Linked DNA regions of Sus scrofa: region 2 is linked to region 1. A link is a contact called in public Hi-C data. All regions are on one chromosome and are shown on one strand. Each heading gives the region's core, a stretch centred on a gene start, on an enhancer-like site or on the middle of the called end of the contact. The rest is flanking DNA. Distances are from core to core; before and after follow the strand shown.

Evidence for each region. A called contact is a pair of places that touch in the nucleus more often than the background predicts.
Region 2: a contact with region 1 is called in a Hi-C map of liver, with 4 times the contacts expected there. The contact joins the promoter of PPM1D here to the promoter of BCAS3 in region 1. A contact is called at or near these places in 6 of 47 Hi-C or Micro-C datasets (blood, embryonic fibroblasts, heart right ventricle and 3 more) and 2 of 2 datasets of contacts at active chromatin or transcription factors (alveolar macrophages and skeletal muscle).

The regions. Positions count from the first base shown.
Region 1 is chr12:37,472,530-37,479,240 of Sscrofa11.1, reverse strand. It overlaps BCAS3 (breast carcinoma-amplified sequence 3), which reads left to right and starts at 4,020. Exons shown (of 27, transcript XM_021068161.1): 1 at 4,020-4,157; 2 at 5,566-5,653. The coding sequence starts at 5,583.
Region 2 is chr12:37,532,883-37,540,528 of Sscrofa11.1, reverse strand. It overlaps PPM1D (protein phosphatase 1D), which reads left to right and starts at 4,370. Exons shown (of 6, transcript XM_005669013.3): 1 at 4,370-5,062. The coding sequence starts at 4,591.

The sequences.
Region 1 (6,711 bases), core at 2,771-5,270:
ATGTCAGATCCAAGCTGTGTCTGCAAACTACACCGCAGCTCACGGCAATGCCAGATCCTTAACCCACTGATCAAGGCCAGGCATTGAACCCCCAACCTCATCGTTCCTAGTAGGGTTTGTTTCCGCTGCACCACGACGGGAACTCCCCTTATTTTTTTGCTTTTTAAGGCTGCATCGGGAGTTCCGACCAGGAACCATGAGGTTTCGGGTTCGATCCCTGGCCTTGCTCACTGGGTTAAGGATCCGGCGTTGCCGTCTGTGATGTAGGTTGAAGATGCAGATGGGTTCTGGCATTGCTGTGGCTGTGGAGTAGGCCAGCGGCCACAACTCCAATTCAACCCCTAGCCTGGGAAACTCCATGCGCCATATGCCGTGGGTGCGGCCCTGAAAGTTCAAAAGACAAAAAAAAAAAAAAAAAAAAAAAAAAGGCTGCACCCAAGGCAAATGGAGTCTCCCAGGCTAGGGGTTGAATCTGAATCTGAGCTGTAGCCACTGGCCTACAGCATGGCCAAAGCAACGCCAGATCTGAGCCGCGTGATCATGAGCCACAGCTCCTGGCAACGCAGATCCTTAACCCACTAAGTGAGGCCAGGAATCAAACCTGCAGAATATTAATTCAGGTAGTCAGTGTAGGAGCATGAGCTTCCACACATTCTTTGATATGGCCATTGATTAACATTTGTGGCTTAAGGGCTCCAGGGAGTAACATCCCCACAGGCCTTGTTTACTGTAGGGAGTGTACCTATGCCCAGATGCACATTAATCCCTAATCTCCTGTGACTCAGTTTATGGGAAGAAAAGGGCAAAGAATTTATGAGACTTATGGAATATTTTCACCCCTAAGACCCTATTGGACAAAGACTGATATGGGTAATTGAGCAAGGCCAATAGGAGAAAACCACATCTTTCTGGACCCCATGCTGGTGCCCCCCATCTTTTTCTTTTTTTTTTTTTTTGTCTTTTAAGGGCCTCACCCGCAGCATATGGAGGTTCCCAGGCTAGGGGTCTAATCTGAACTATAGCTGCCAGCCTACACCACAGCAACGCCAGATCCTCAACCCATTGAGTAAGGCCAGGGATTGAACCCGCAACCTCATAGTTCCTAGTCAGATTTGTTTCTGTTGCACAACGACGGGAATGCCTTCCTTTTTTTTTTTTTTTTTGGCTTCACCCTTGGCATGTAGATGTCCCCAGGCCAGGGAATGAACCCAAGCCACAGTGGCGACAGCACTGGATCCTTAGCCCAATACATCACAAGAGAACTCCTCTTTATTTTTCCTTATGCTTGACTGAAAATTGAAATATTAAAGTTCTGGGAGTTCCCTCCAGGCTCAGTTCATCATGATTCTAAGTGAAATCAAATTATTTTATCACTGCTTAAATCATGTGATTATTGTTCCAGTGTTTTGGGGGCCAAAACAAGTGAGGCAATGGCTTGTTTGAGGCTAAAAAAAGAATCCTAATCCTACCAAACAAAAAGAAAATATCTTGACCTTGACATTTGGTTTGCATATGTACAGTTCCCTGACAATTCTCTGGGAAATTCTTCGTTGTTTTTGATTTGCAGGGCCTTGGGAGGGGCAATTTTAGTCATTTGAGATTTATTACAATGGGCTATTGTAGCAACTGGAAGAACACGGGACTCTGGCTTGAAATCACTCTTACACTGAAAATGATTTTCCTAGCTGGGATTGCTCAGTCCCCAGAATAGATTGTTGAAGTTTCCCCAAGTTCCAATACTCTGAAATGACTCAGGAGCTGGCAAAATGTATTAAGCATGAGTGGGAAATGCTCACCACAAATTCTACTTTATTCTCTATTTGCAGGCTCATGAGAGATTTGAACATCTTTGTGGAGAAAAAGGAGTAATTAGAAATAGTTGATTAATTCATACTTAGAAGTAGTTAATTTAAAGAAATTTCTAATTGGTTCTAGGAATTTAAAATTTATTTACACCTCGTAACATTATCTTATGAGGCTCATAACATTCTTTCCACAATTCACAAAGGATGAAATCCGGGCAGAGAAATTCACTTCCAGTAAAAAAAAATGCATAACTTCAACGGGGTTCATCCTATCTGTAAATGTTGTCACTCATTTGCTCAAGCCCAAATTACAGGCATCATTCTGAATTCTCTTTTCCTTCCTTCCTTTCTTTTTTTGCTTTTTAGGGCCGCAACTGTGGCATCAGTTCCCAGGCTAAGGGTTGAATTGGAGTTACAGCTTCTGGCCTATGCCACAGTCACAGCAACGTGGGATCCTTTTTTTCTGTTTGCTTGTTTTGTCCTTTGTCTTTTTAGGGCTGCAGCCGTGGCATATGGAAGTTCCCAGGCTAGGGGGTGAATCAGAGCTGTAGCTGCTGGCCTATGCTGCAGCCACAGCCATAGCAATTCAGGATTCGAACCCCCAACCTCATGGTTCCTAGTCAGATTTGTTCCCACTGCACCACGATGGGAACACCCTAATAATTCTTCTTCAAAATTCATTCCTTTTTAGGGCCTATATACTTGTGTCTTTTGTCTAGACTACTTTTCCCTTAGAGTAGCTTTCTCATTTCCTTAATTGAATTCTTTGTTCAAATGTCACCTCCTGATCACAACACCTAAAATAAGCCATCTCCTATCTCTATTTATATCCATTTTTTATAGCATTTTACACAACTTCAATGTGTTTATTGAAGTTTATTTATAACAAACTTCTGTGAGTTTATTTCTGTTTTCCTGGAGTTCCCGTGGAGGCTCAGTGGTTAACGAATCCGACTAGGAACCATGAGGTTGCGGGTTCGACCCCTGGCCTTGCTCAGTGGGTTAAGGATCCGGTGTTGCTGTGAGCTGTGGTGTAGGTCACAGACTCTGCTCTAGTCTCATGTTGTTGCTGTGGTGAAGGCCATCAGCTACAGCTGTGATTTGACCCTTAGCCTGACCATATGTCCTGGGTGCAGCCCTAAAAACTCAAAAAAAAAAAAAAAAAAAAAAAAGACGAAAAAATCTCCACAGTTCTGGGAATTTGTGTTGTGGAAAAAGACGAATGTTCAAAATCTTTTATTAGCCAATGTGCAAACATTAGCCTGATAAATATCACTTAGGGTGTCCTTTTTATTGGCACTAATTGAGCGTCACAAGCAAACGGGTGGCTTCTTGGCTAGGTCTCTGTCTGTCTCTCCAGCACTTGGTTAACTGCATATTTCCGGTGAGGTGTCTTTACTAAACTTTCACCTCCTCCACTCTGCTAAAAATTAAAAAAAAAATTCTACTGTTGTATCAGCCACTTTGTTACAAACTCCGTGCCTATTAATAAGCCATATTCTCACGGGATTGTCATGAGTGTTAAACTTGATAGTACTCATGAAGTGCCTAGGACTGTACTGAGTGTTCCTTCAATAAAACAGTAAATATATCTGATGGAAAGACACCATGGAAATCTCAATCTGTTCCTTACGGGAAGTATAAACAGGTAAGGAAGAGGTCAGGCGTGGTCCACAAACCTAAGTCAAATTGATAATACCCTCCTCACCCCTCATTCAGATCACCACCTAGGCTCCAGGGCTGCCCACCAGCGCAAATAAGCCTAGGCTCCCGGAAGGTAAACACATCGAGAAGGGCGGGGCAGAAGGCGGGTTCGGGATGGGTGAGTGGCCCGCTAACAGTGATTGGCAGCTGCCATGTCCACGTGCTTTGAGCTCCGAACCAGCTGTCGCGAGAATTCGATGTAAACAGACCGGTTCTCCAGTGGTCCGACTCCCAGCCTGAGACGCCCAAGTGAGGTGCACAGGCTTTTGCAGCATGATACTGTCTCACGAAGCTACGGAGGTTCTATGTGCAAAGGAAAAGAGACATGTTAGTCACTCCTCCACACCTGCCTGCGTTCGCAACCGAACCTGACACCTCGGCTTCACCCGAACTTACATACTGTTTTGTTTTCCCTCGAGCCCCAGCGGATTGGATCAATTCAGGAGGCGGGCCCGCCTCTTTTCTACTTGCTGGTTGGCGAAGCTGACCTCTGAGGGCGGTGCCCGGCAGCGAACAGTTTGCTTCTGGGATTGGCTAGAAAGGTAGTTCCGCTGAGGCGTGGTAGGAAGTGGTAACCGTCAATCACGAAGGGAGACTCCAAACAGTGAGCCTTGAGCTGGAGAACAGCGTTTACCGGCGGGGCGGCCGGTGAGAGGGCTGGCGGTGCTGTGGCTTTGGGGAGGCTGGGCGAGGACGAGGGACTAGCTGCGTGAGGGGAGAGGGCTTGGCTGGCAGGAATTCGACGAGGGGGATCTGTGGAGATCGGAGGGGGAGGGGAGGAAGGGCAAGGGGCCAGAGGGCGGCCAGGGGCAGCGGTGGCTCAGCGTTGGAGGTTAAGTGGGTAGCGCCGTGCTGGTTGTCTTTCAGGAGAGTGGGATCTGAGGGGCTGGCGAGGGTCTTCCTCAGGAGACAGGGCCCTTGAGGACTGTTCTTGGGAGGCTGTGTTTCGAGAAATAAAGGGAGGAATGGAAATGAGAGAGCTGAGGGACTGGAGGTGAAGGTATCCACTGGGGAAATGGGTACCTGGGCTAGTTGGGGCGAAGGGTGTTTTGGTTGTGGCAGATGGGACTCATCAATGTGCGAGTTTTCAGATAAGGTGATAGAATGCTCCCTGCTTAAAAGAGATGGTTTTAGGGGCTTTCAAGATTAATTCCAGGCTGTGGGCTTTCTTTCCTGAACCATGTAAGAGATCTGTCTCTTTTAACCTTAATCAAGCACATTCCATGCTTTTAAAATCTCCCCAGTGATTCAGGTGCTTTTTAGACATTCGAGGGTCAGGGTTCAATGACGTGACTGGAAAGGATAAGGGGCTTCTAATATAAGTTATTGTTGCTTATTTAGACAATGATGATTAGGTTACAGTAGTGGGGGTGGGGGATGGGGGTTTTAACAAATGGGATTTCAAACATCTTGTTAAATTGTGATCATGCAGTCTTTTTTTGAGTGCATATAATTGAGTTTCAGGTGTACATATATATATGAGTTTCAGGTGTACAACACAATGATTTGAAAGTTGTATATATTGTGAAATGACCACCACAGTAAGACTAGTTCACATCCATCACAATACATGTTAAAATACACAGTCTTATTCATAGAGTCCCCACAGTCTTAGTTGGAGGTATTACCTCATTGTTCCATTTGGTCTTAAAATAGTGTACCAGGTATATTTTCATTGTTCTCAATGGAAGATTTCAGTAAATTCTTTAATTTTGGCTCACAAAGGTAGCACATTTGTTTTTATAAAGTGATCCTGTGCTGGGCTTTGCATCCCTTCCTAGTTTATATTAACAGGGGATCACAGGGTCCTGCAAGAGTCTTAAGTAGTTTTGTGGTTCTTGTCGTGGTCCAAATAAGAAAACCTCAAGAAATCTTTTATCTTACTTTTTCCTCTTCTGCCCTCCCCTCTTTCAGGTGTAATAGGAATTGTTGGGGAATTTTCCTATATTGTAGGTATTTTTGGCAAGGGATCTCTAGCAAGCAGCCCTAAATCTTCCTCCTTACCCCCCCCAATGACAATAATCTGTTTTTTTCTGTCTTTTTGTTCTGGAAACAGGTTTTGTGAATGAAGCAATGGCTACAGATTCCCCCAGAAGACCCAGTCGATGTACTGGTGGAGTGGTGGTGCGCCCTCAGGCTGTCACGTAAGCAAGTTTCAGATAAGCCTAATAAATGAAGGAGTGGTAACTTTCAGGTTTCCTTTGTGAGCAGTGCTTACTTTTGTAAAATCCGTTTAATTTTGGCTTTACAGGATGACAAATATCATTACCAAGGCCAAATAAAAGCAATAATTTGGAGCTCAGGTTGATGTATTTAGCACATTTATAGAGTATGTGAAAAGCACTATGGTAAATCCTTTTTTTTGGTTTTAGTTGTGGGGGCCTGTCCCCAGGGCATGTGGAAGTTGCTAGGCCAGGAATGGAACTCTTCCAAGCTGCTGCAGTGACATCACTGGATCCTTAACCCCCTGTGCCACAAGGGAACTCCACAAATCCTTGAGTACTGTTTTTTTCAAACCTCAAGTTTAACAGTTAGTGGGTCATTAAATCATTTAATGGATCAGGACCATTATTTAAAAAATGAAATAAAACATGAAAGTTGGGAGTTAGTATTGTTTTGTGGCATGCACATAGATATATTCATTCATATGTGTGTGTATGTTTACTAGATTGTGATGTCACTTACGCTAGATCTCAGAAATTTCATAGTCAGTGTCATAGGAAGTACAGTTCTATATTTTAAGCATTTTGTTGTCTTTTTTTTTTTTTTTTTTTTTTTTTTTTTAGGGCCACACTTGCAGCATATGGAGATTCCCAGGTTAGGGGTTGTATCAGAGCTGTAGCCACTGACCTATGCCACCGCCACATCAGATCCGAGCTGTGCCGGGGACCTACACCACAGCTCAGGGCAATGCCAGATCCTTAACCCACTAAGTGAAGCCAGGGATCGAACCTGCTTCCTCCTGCATACTAGTCAGATTCATTTCCGCTGAGCCACAATGGGAACTCCCTATTTAAAGCATTTTTTGACAAAGCATATCTATACTTTTAATCTAATATAGTTTTAAATGTGTATACTTGGAAGCACTATAATAAGTAAAAAATATGCTAGCAAAACAGCATGAGAATTTAGAAGGAATATTTTAGTGGGAATATTTTATTTTATTTTATTTTTATTTCTATTTTTTGATCTCTTGTCTTTT
Region 2 (7,646 bases), core at 3,121-5,620, 61 kb before region 1:
ATCCATCTCATTCTCCTTTAAAATATATATATTGATCCTCTTACGAACTCTCTCTGTTCTGTGTTATTGTCTATTGGTCAATTTGCCATTTCTCTGCCACTCTCAACTTTATAAAATATTCCAATATTTGCAGGACCACTAACCATCTTAATATTCTTCTTTTTCAATAACATTTTGACTATTCCTATCCATTTCCTCTTCTGGACACATTTTATTTTATTTTATTTTATTTGGCTGTGCTCACAACATGTATAAGTTCCCGGGCCAGGGATTAAACCTGAGTTACAGCAGCAACTCAAGCGGCTGCAGTGACAGCACTAGACCCTTAACCTGCTGTGCCACAAGGGAACTTCCTCATTCACGGTTTTGAAAGATTAGATAGAAAGCTAGTGGGGAAAAGATTGCAGAGGTCCAAGAGTGAAAGAGAGGAGACTAATCTAGTGATCCAAGTCGTACGTAATAGTGGCTTGGAATGGAATGGTAATGGTGGACATAGTGAAAAGTGGTGGGTTCAGTACCGATATTGAAGATTTAGTCAAAAGGATGTGCAGATGAACTAGAAGGATTGGAATGGGTTGGGGATCTAGGAGGGTGGAGATGGAGGAAAGAGAGAATCAAAATACTCCTGTTTGGTGGTTTGAACAGCATGGGAATGGCCATGTTTACTGATATGGGTAAGACTGAGGGAGGAGGAGACATGAAGAAGAAATTAAGAGTTTGTTACGGCCATGTTAAGTAGAAATGGCCATTAGACACCTATGTGGAACTGTCAAGTGTCAGTTGCATACAGAGTCTGGGACTCTGGTAGAGTTTAGATTGGAGATATAAATTTGCGAGTCATCAGCGAGTAGTTTTTAGAGCTTTGGCCCTGGATGATATTACCTGGGAAGAGTGTATAGGAAAAGAAAAAGCCCTGGGCACGCCCAACATGACAAAGCCCTGGGCACTCCCAACCACCTGAGGTCTAGCTGGGGATAAATCAGCAAAGGAAAGTGAAAAGGGGTGATCAATCAATGAGGTAGGAAGAAATGAAGAATGGTGTGGTCTCTTTTCAGCCAAGAGAACAAAATTTTGAGAAGGAAGCAATGGTTTGACTTGCTACTAAGTTTCAGGAAGGAAATAGTGGTTCCACTGGCTGCATCAGTTGGAATAGAAGTTCCTAAGAACAGAAAAATCATCATTAGCTTTGGAAGCAGAGAGGTCTGGTTATGTCCTAAAAATAGTCTTAGCAGCATTACAGGGATGGCACTTGATTAGAATGGGTTAAGGAGAAGTTATGAGGTAGGAATTGGAAGTAGAATCTAGAGAGAGGCTTGGGGCAAGGGTTTGACCCCTGGCCTGGCACCTTCTGCAAGCCATGGGTGTGGGGGAGGAGGCGGAGAAACCAGGACACGTTTTTACAAAGATGGAAATGACTTGGTGGAAAAAGAGAAATTGATGAATTGATGAGGTAGGACCAAAAAAAGAAAAAAAAAAAAAAAGATACCTGGTGGAGTAAAGATCTCAATAGAGGAAAGAGAAATGAGAACACAATAGAGGGATTGCTCTTAATGGTAGCAAGGCCATGTCACCATGAAGAGGAAGATGAAGAGCTGAGAAGCCAGGGTATTGGACAGAAAATGTGGATAACATTTTGAAAAATAAAGTGGCTAAGAAGCGACAAGAATAGTGGAAGACAAGAGCTCCTGTCCTGACTCCGGAAACGAATCTGACTAGTATCCATGAGGAGAAGGTTCGATCCCTGGCCTCCCTCAGTGGGTTAAAGATCCAGCATTGCTGTGAGCTGTAGTGTAGGTAGAAGACACAGCTGGGATCCCCAGTTGCCGTGGCTGTTGGGTAGGCCGGCGGCCACAGCTCCCATTCCACCCCTAGCTTGGGAACCTCCATGTGCCATAGGTGCGGCCCTAAAAAGACAAACAAAACAAAACAAAACAAAAAGCATAGTGGAAGCAAATTAGACAGTGAGCCAGGAACAAATGAAGGGGTGTTACAGTATCTTGGTGTTGTGGCAGTTGTCACTAATTTTAAAAGAGCTTAGGTTGAAGTTCCCATTGTGGCACAATGGTTAACGAATCTGACTAGGTACTGTTTAGGGTTCGATCCCTGACCTTGCTCAGTAGGTGAAGGATCCGGCGTTTGCTGTGGCTGTGGTGTAGGCCGGTGGCTACAGCTCCAATTCGACTCCTAGCCTGGGAACCTCCATATGCCGAGGGAGCGGTCCAAGAAATGGCAAAAAGAAAAAAAAAAGGGAGAGAGAGCTTAGATTTTTGAAGGAGGAAGGAAGGGAAATGATTTGTAGGCAATATGAGACGGTTCGAAGATAAGAATATCTGTTGAGAGGAAAAATAATCTACTTGAAAAGTTGTAAGGGAGGTAGTTTTGCTAGGCAATCAACCAGTTTTCGGTTGGAACAGGAAGCTGATGGGAACATTTAGAGAAGAGTGAAAAACAAAGAGGAAATGGCTGATAACAGATGTTGAAACCTAAAGGGTGGAGAGAAATGGTTAGGATGACTGGTGAAGAGCAGGGTACTGAATCAAGAGAGTAGCATGGAGATGCTAATCAGGGTAATGATGGATGACCCTGAGGCTACTGATTGTGACTGAGGGAAAAGGATTATAGAGAATGAAGTAATGATCCCTTTGTAATCTCTACAAGGGGAAGGGAAGTTGGGTAAACTATTTAAGAGGAATAATATAGAGCTACATAAACTGTTCTTTTTGGCAGGTCTTGTGTTATGGAGATTATTGGATTAGAATTGCTAATATTTCACCTTTTTTTGCATTTAGTATAAAATGTTGTCTATAGATTTCCTTCTAGTGTTATAATTACTAGGTTTTGATAACAGGATTATGATCACCTTTCAAAACAAGCTGGGATTTTTTCCAAGTGTTTTTACACTCTGGAACCATCTGGTCTGGTGCATTTTAACATAGGGCTTATCTTTGATTACATTTTTAATTTAATGGATCTATTCAGATTTTCTCCATTTCGGGGTGATTTTACTTCTTTTATTGGGAGGATTTTTTTTCTAGTTGTATTTCTTGTGCCAGATGTCAAAAAAATGAGCATGGAGTTCCCCTCCTGGCGCAGTGGTTAACGAATCTGACTAGGAACCATGAGGTTGCAGGTTCGGTCCCTGCCCTTGCTCATTGGGTTAACGATCTGGCCTTGCGTGAGCTGTGGTGTAGGTTGTAGACGCGGCTCAGATCCTGCGTTGCTGTGGCTCTGGCGTAGGCTGGTGGCTACGGCTCCGATTAGACCCCTAGCCTGGGAACCTCCATATGCCGTGGGAGCGGCCCAAGAAATAGCAAAAAGACAAAAAAAAAAAAAAAGAGAGAGAGCAGTTTTTTTCCCTATTCCCAGTTCAGTACCAGGAGCATTTCATTTGGAAATTTCTAAGGCTGTACAGGAAGGGGCACACAGGAGAGGTGATGGTGAAGTGGCCGAAAACTGAAAAAGTGAACTTTAATTTGACTCACAGGAACATTTGCTGTTGATAACAAACTGACCTGCCAACTCTGAGGCTTATTTTAATGCCGTCGAAATCCGGGCAAAGGTTTTAGGGCTTAGATTGCAACCCATGGGAGAAGAGGAGAGACGATAACCAAGGTCTTGGAGCACTCGAGCGCTGGGCAGTTTTTGTAACCTATTTTCAAGTGGTCTGTTCAAGTGATTCCGCCGAAGGACTAAAATGCTGCATCCAGGGCTCATCGGGGAAAGTACTACTTTTAGCAAAAGCTGAAAAGAACTTAAAACATAAGCCGTTTAAGTGTCCGACATACCTAGTTTATGTGAAACGAGACCGTGCAGCCAATGGTGGAAATTTCCCGTGTTTTCTTAACACAAAGTGGATTTCCTTTCACAACTCCCAGTCGGATCCATCCCACCCAAGTCCAGTTCGACAGTGCCACGCTTTTCCCAGCCTATTCACAAACCACCTTCCAAACTGAGGTTTCCCGCCACTTCAAGAAATGGAAGGTTTTTCTCTCTAGATTCTTCACACTCGTGCGAGGCCCGAGCCTACACGGCTTTTCCCACCAGGCAAGCAACGCAACGCCCTGGGCAGCAGGCTGCAATTCGACCGCGGGGACGGAGCAAAAAGGTGACAGAGAAGGCGCTAGATAAGCGTTTAGCACCCGCCGAAAAGCCGGAGGACGAAACCGCCCACTGCAAAGCGAAAGCCAGCCGGGTAGCGCGCTGGCTTCGCGCCCGCGCAGGGAGGAGGGAGTGCGGCCGTTGTAGGGAGAAGGGAGGGGCGGAGGGCGTGTTCGCCCCCAACTCGACTCCGGATTGGTCGGCCCCAGAGAGCCGAGTGACGTCAGCCGGGGAGAACGTCCGATTTGTGTGGTGGGCGCGGGCAGGCGGGGGAGGCGCATTGCGCAGGCGCAGCTGCTAGGCTCCGCTTGCCCGGGCGCTCCGGCCCAGCTCTCGCGGACAAGTCCCGACATCGCGCCCCCCCACCTCCGGGACCGCCCCCTCCCCCTTCTCGGCGTCGTCGAAGATAAACAATAGTTGGCCGGCTAGCGCCGAGTGTCTCCCGCCGCTCGGCGGGCTGCGTGGGACCGGCGGGATCTCGGCCAGCCGGCCATGGCGGGGCTGTACTCACTGGGAGTGAGCGTCTTCTCCGACCAGGGCGGGAGGAAGTACATGGAGGACGTTACTCAGATCGTGGTGGAGCCCGAGCCGACAACTGAAGAAAAGCCCTCGCCGCGGCGGTCGCTTTCTCAGCCGTCGCCCCCGCAGCGGACACCGCCGGCCCTTCCTGGAGGCGAAGTCTCGGGGAAAGGCCCAGCGGTGGCAGCCCGAGAAGCTCGCGACGCTCCGCCGGACGCCGGGGCCTCGCCAGCTCCCGGCCGCTGCTGCCGCCGCCGTTCCTCGGTGGCCTTTTTCGCCGTGTGCGACGGGCACGGCGGGCGGGAGGCGGCACAGTTTGCCCGGGAGCACTTGTGGGGTTTCATCAAAAAACAGAAGGGCTTCACCTCGTCCGAGCCGGCGAAGGTGTGCGCTGCCATCCGCAAGGGCTTCCTTGCTTGTCACCTCGCCATGTGGAAGAAATTGGGTAAGTTCCCCGGCTTATTTGGCGCCCGCCTCTTTTTCAGGAGACTGTAGCGCCAGGTTGGGGGCCGTAGCTGCAGCACTGCAGGTCCCCACAACGAGAGCGCTCTCAGTGTCCATCGGTGGGAGTGAAGACTCTTCTAGGTGGAGGTCCGGGCAAACAAAGTAGCTTTGGGCAGGACAGGATTACTGTCTCTGTGCAAACGCTCCACGTTTTATTTACACCCCCCATCCCCGCCAAGGATCAGTGGGGGAGCGGTCCTCTCCCTTCGCGATTTCACTTTGGTGGCGGCCAGCGAAAACATGTTTGAAACCTGGCGCCAGATTTGGCCAAAAGATTCATTGAAGACACGGTGCTGCCTGAAACACGCAAAGGAAGCGGGAGATGGCAAAAATTAGAGCGTTTCCTTCGAATTTGTCACAATTTTGCTTTTGAAAGACTCGGTTGTCTCCTACGGGCGGTGTCAGTCCTCCAAAATTGACCCCTGGTGGCTGGTAGTTAGAGTAAACTGTTAGGCTAACAAGTTATCCGGCGACCTAAAGGCTTGGAAGGAATTTCGTGTGTGTGGTGGTCATCAAGTGTTTCTAGGATCTTTATGCTTGTACTGCTCATGAAAACCAGCGCCGAATGCATTCTTACCGCCTAAATTGATCCTACGTTAAGAATACGTGTTAAATTCAGCTAGGGCTTTTTTAAAGTGCACTTTTTTTTTTTTTTTGCTGAAGTTGCTATTAGCTAATTGCTGTCAGATAGTTCTCAGCAGTTCCTAGTTAAAAGTTCTTTGTAGCTAAATTGTAGCTGCTCGTCAAAGTAGCAAGAGATAAGGAATTGCTGATATGCTAAAAGGAATTAGAGACCTTAATTTCTAAAAGTTTGGTTTAGTTGCAGTTTCATCTAAGCCTTAAATGTTTTCTAAAGCAGCCATTGTTTCTGTACCTAACATAAGTTGAGTTATAGTTGCTTACCCATTGCTGTGAATGAATGGCATAAATTATTTTTTAGAGGAAAAAATGATACTGTGTGTCATTAAAAAAAATCCTCTTGTTTATATGGTGGCATAGTGTTGCTTTATTTCCAGAAGAGAGACATAGAGTGTAAAGATTGGTCAAATACAAAACATTTTTAAAAAGGTATTCTGATGGAGTTGTAGACTAGGCTCTTTCAGAGTCTGTTTTCTATTTGCCTGGCTTTCTGCCAAGAATTATTTGATTGACTCATAGCATAACCAGTCCGCCTGTGGGAGGCTGTTTTCCATCCAATCCCAGAGGTCCCTATTATGGATTTGTTTTGTTTTTGTGTAGGCAGAGCAGAGCTGAAAGCACTGCAGTATATTCCAGAAATATGTCATTTCATTGCTTGCAGGGCAAGTAGGAGGGACAGCAAGACAAGATAGAGGAAGATTAGACACAAAGTACTACTTGGAATTCTGTTTATTTTGCAGTACAGTTGAAACAGCATGAATTTGCCACATGTTTTCACCAAAAGGATCCAAGTATAAACCCTTTTACTTGAGCATTTTTTAATAAAGCAGAAACCATGCTTTATTAATGAATGTCTGTGTTTTATTTATTTATTTATTTATTTTTGAATGTGTATTTTTTTTTAACATAATTCTTGTGCCAAGATTTCACTCCTTTGAGGCATGGGTTTAGAGCCTTATGCACCAAATGTTAAAGTTTGCTTTGTTCCACAGTTAATCTCATACTCTATCCGCAAAACTTGAATTAAGGAAAAAGAGTACGCTGAGTATATGGAAGTCCTGACAAAGGAAACTTCCTATGTCAAGTTTCCACTTTTGTAGTTCTCATTGGGTTATAGTAGTGTTTCTCAAACTTTTTGCTCTCGTAAATTTGTACTGAAAGGACTTAGAACCCTAAAGAGCTTTTGTTTGTGTGGGCTATATCTATCATATTTACTGTATGAGAAGTTAAAAATTGAGAAATTAAAGTTATTAATCTATTAAAAATAAACATATATGTTGACATATTTTTAAGTGAAAAATTACTTTTTTCCCCCAAATAAGAAAATTTGAAATAAATATTCTCATACCTGTTTCTGCATTCATTCACTCTCTTATGCTGTGTTGTCTGGTGACGTATGTAAGTGAAAAGGCAGACTTGCAAACGTATGTAGTAGGAAAAGGGAGGAATTGTTTGTATTTTCAGATGATTGTGATATTCCATACCAAATTGGTAGCTTCTTAAGGTTACTCAAAATAGAATCTGAAACCTTATCCATTGAACTTCTGCATTTTGACATTAAGAGCCATTGGTCTCTTGCACCTTGAATCAGTCTTTTACCCAGTTGTGATTTTGTGACATGGTGCCATTCATTAGGAATTTGGAAAATAATGGTTCACTGAATTATGCATATCTTTCAAGTATAGATGCATTTTATTTTATTTTTTTAATTATTATTATTATTATTTTTTGTCTTTTTGTCTCATCTAGGGCTGCACCTGACGCATATGGAGATTCCCAGGCTAGGGGTCTAATCGGAGCTGTAGCCACCAGCCTACACCAGAGCAACACCAGATCCGAGCCCAGGCTACGACCTACACCACAGCTCATGGCAACCCCAGATCCTT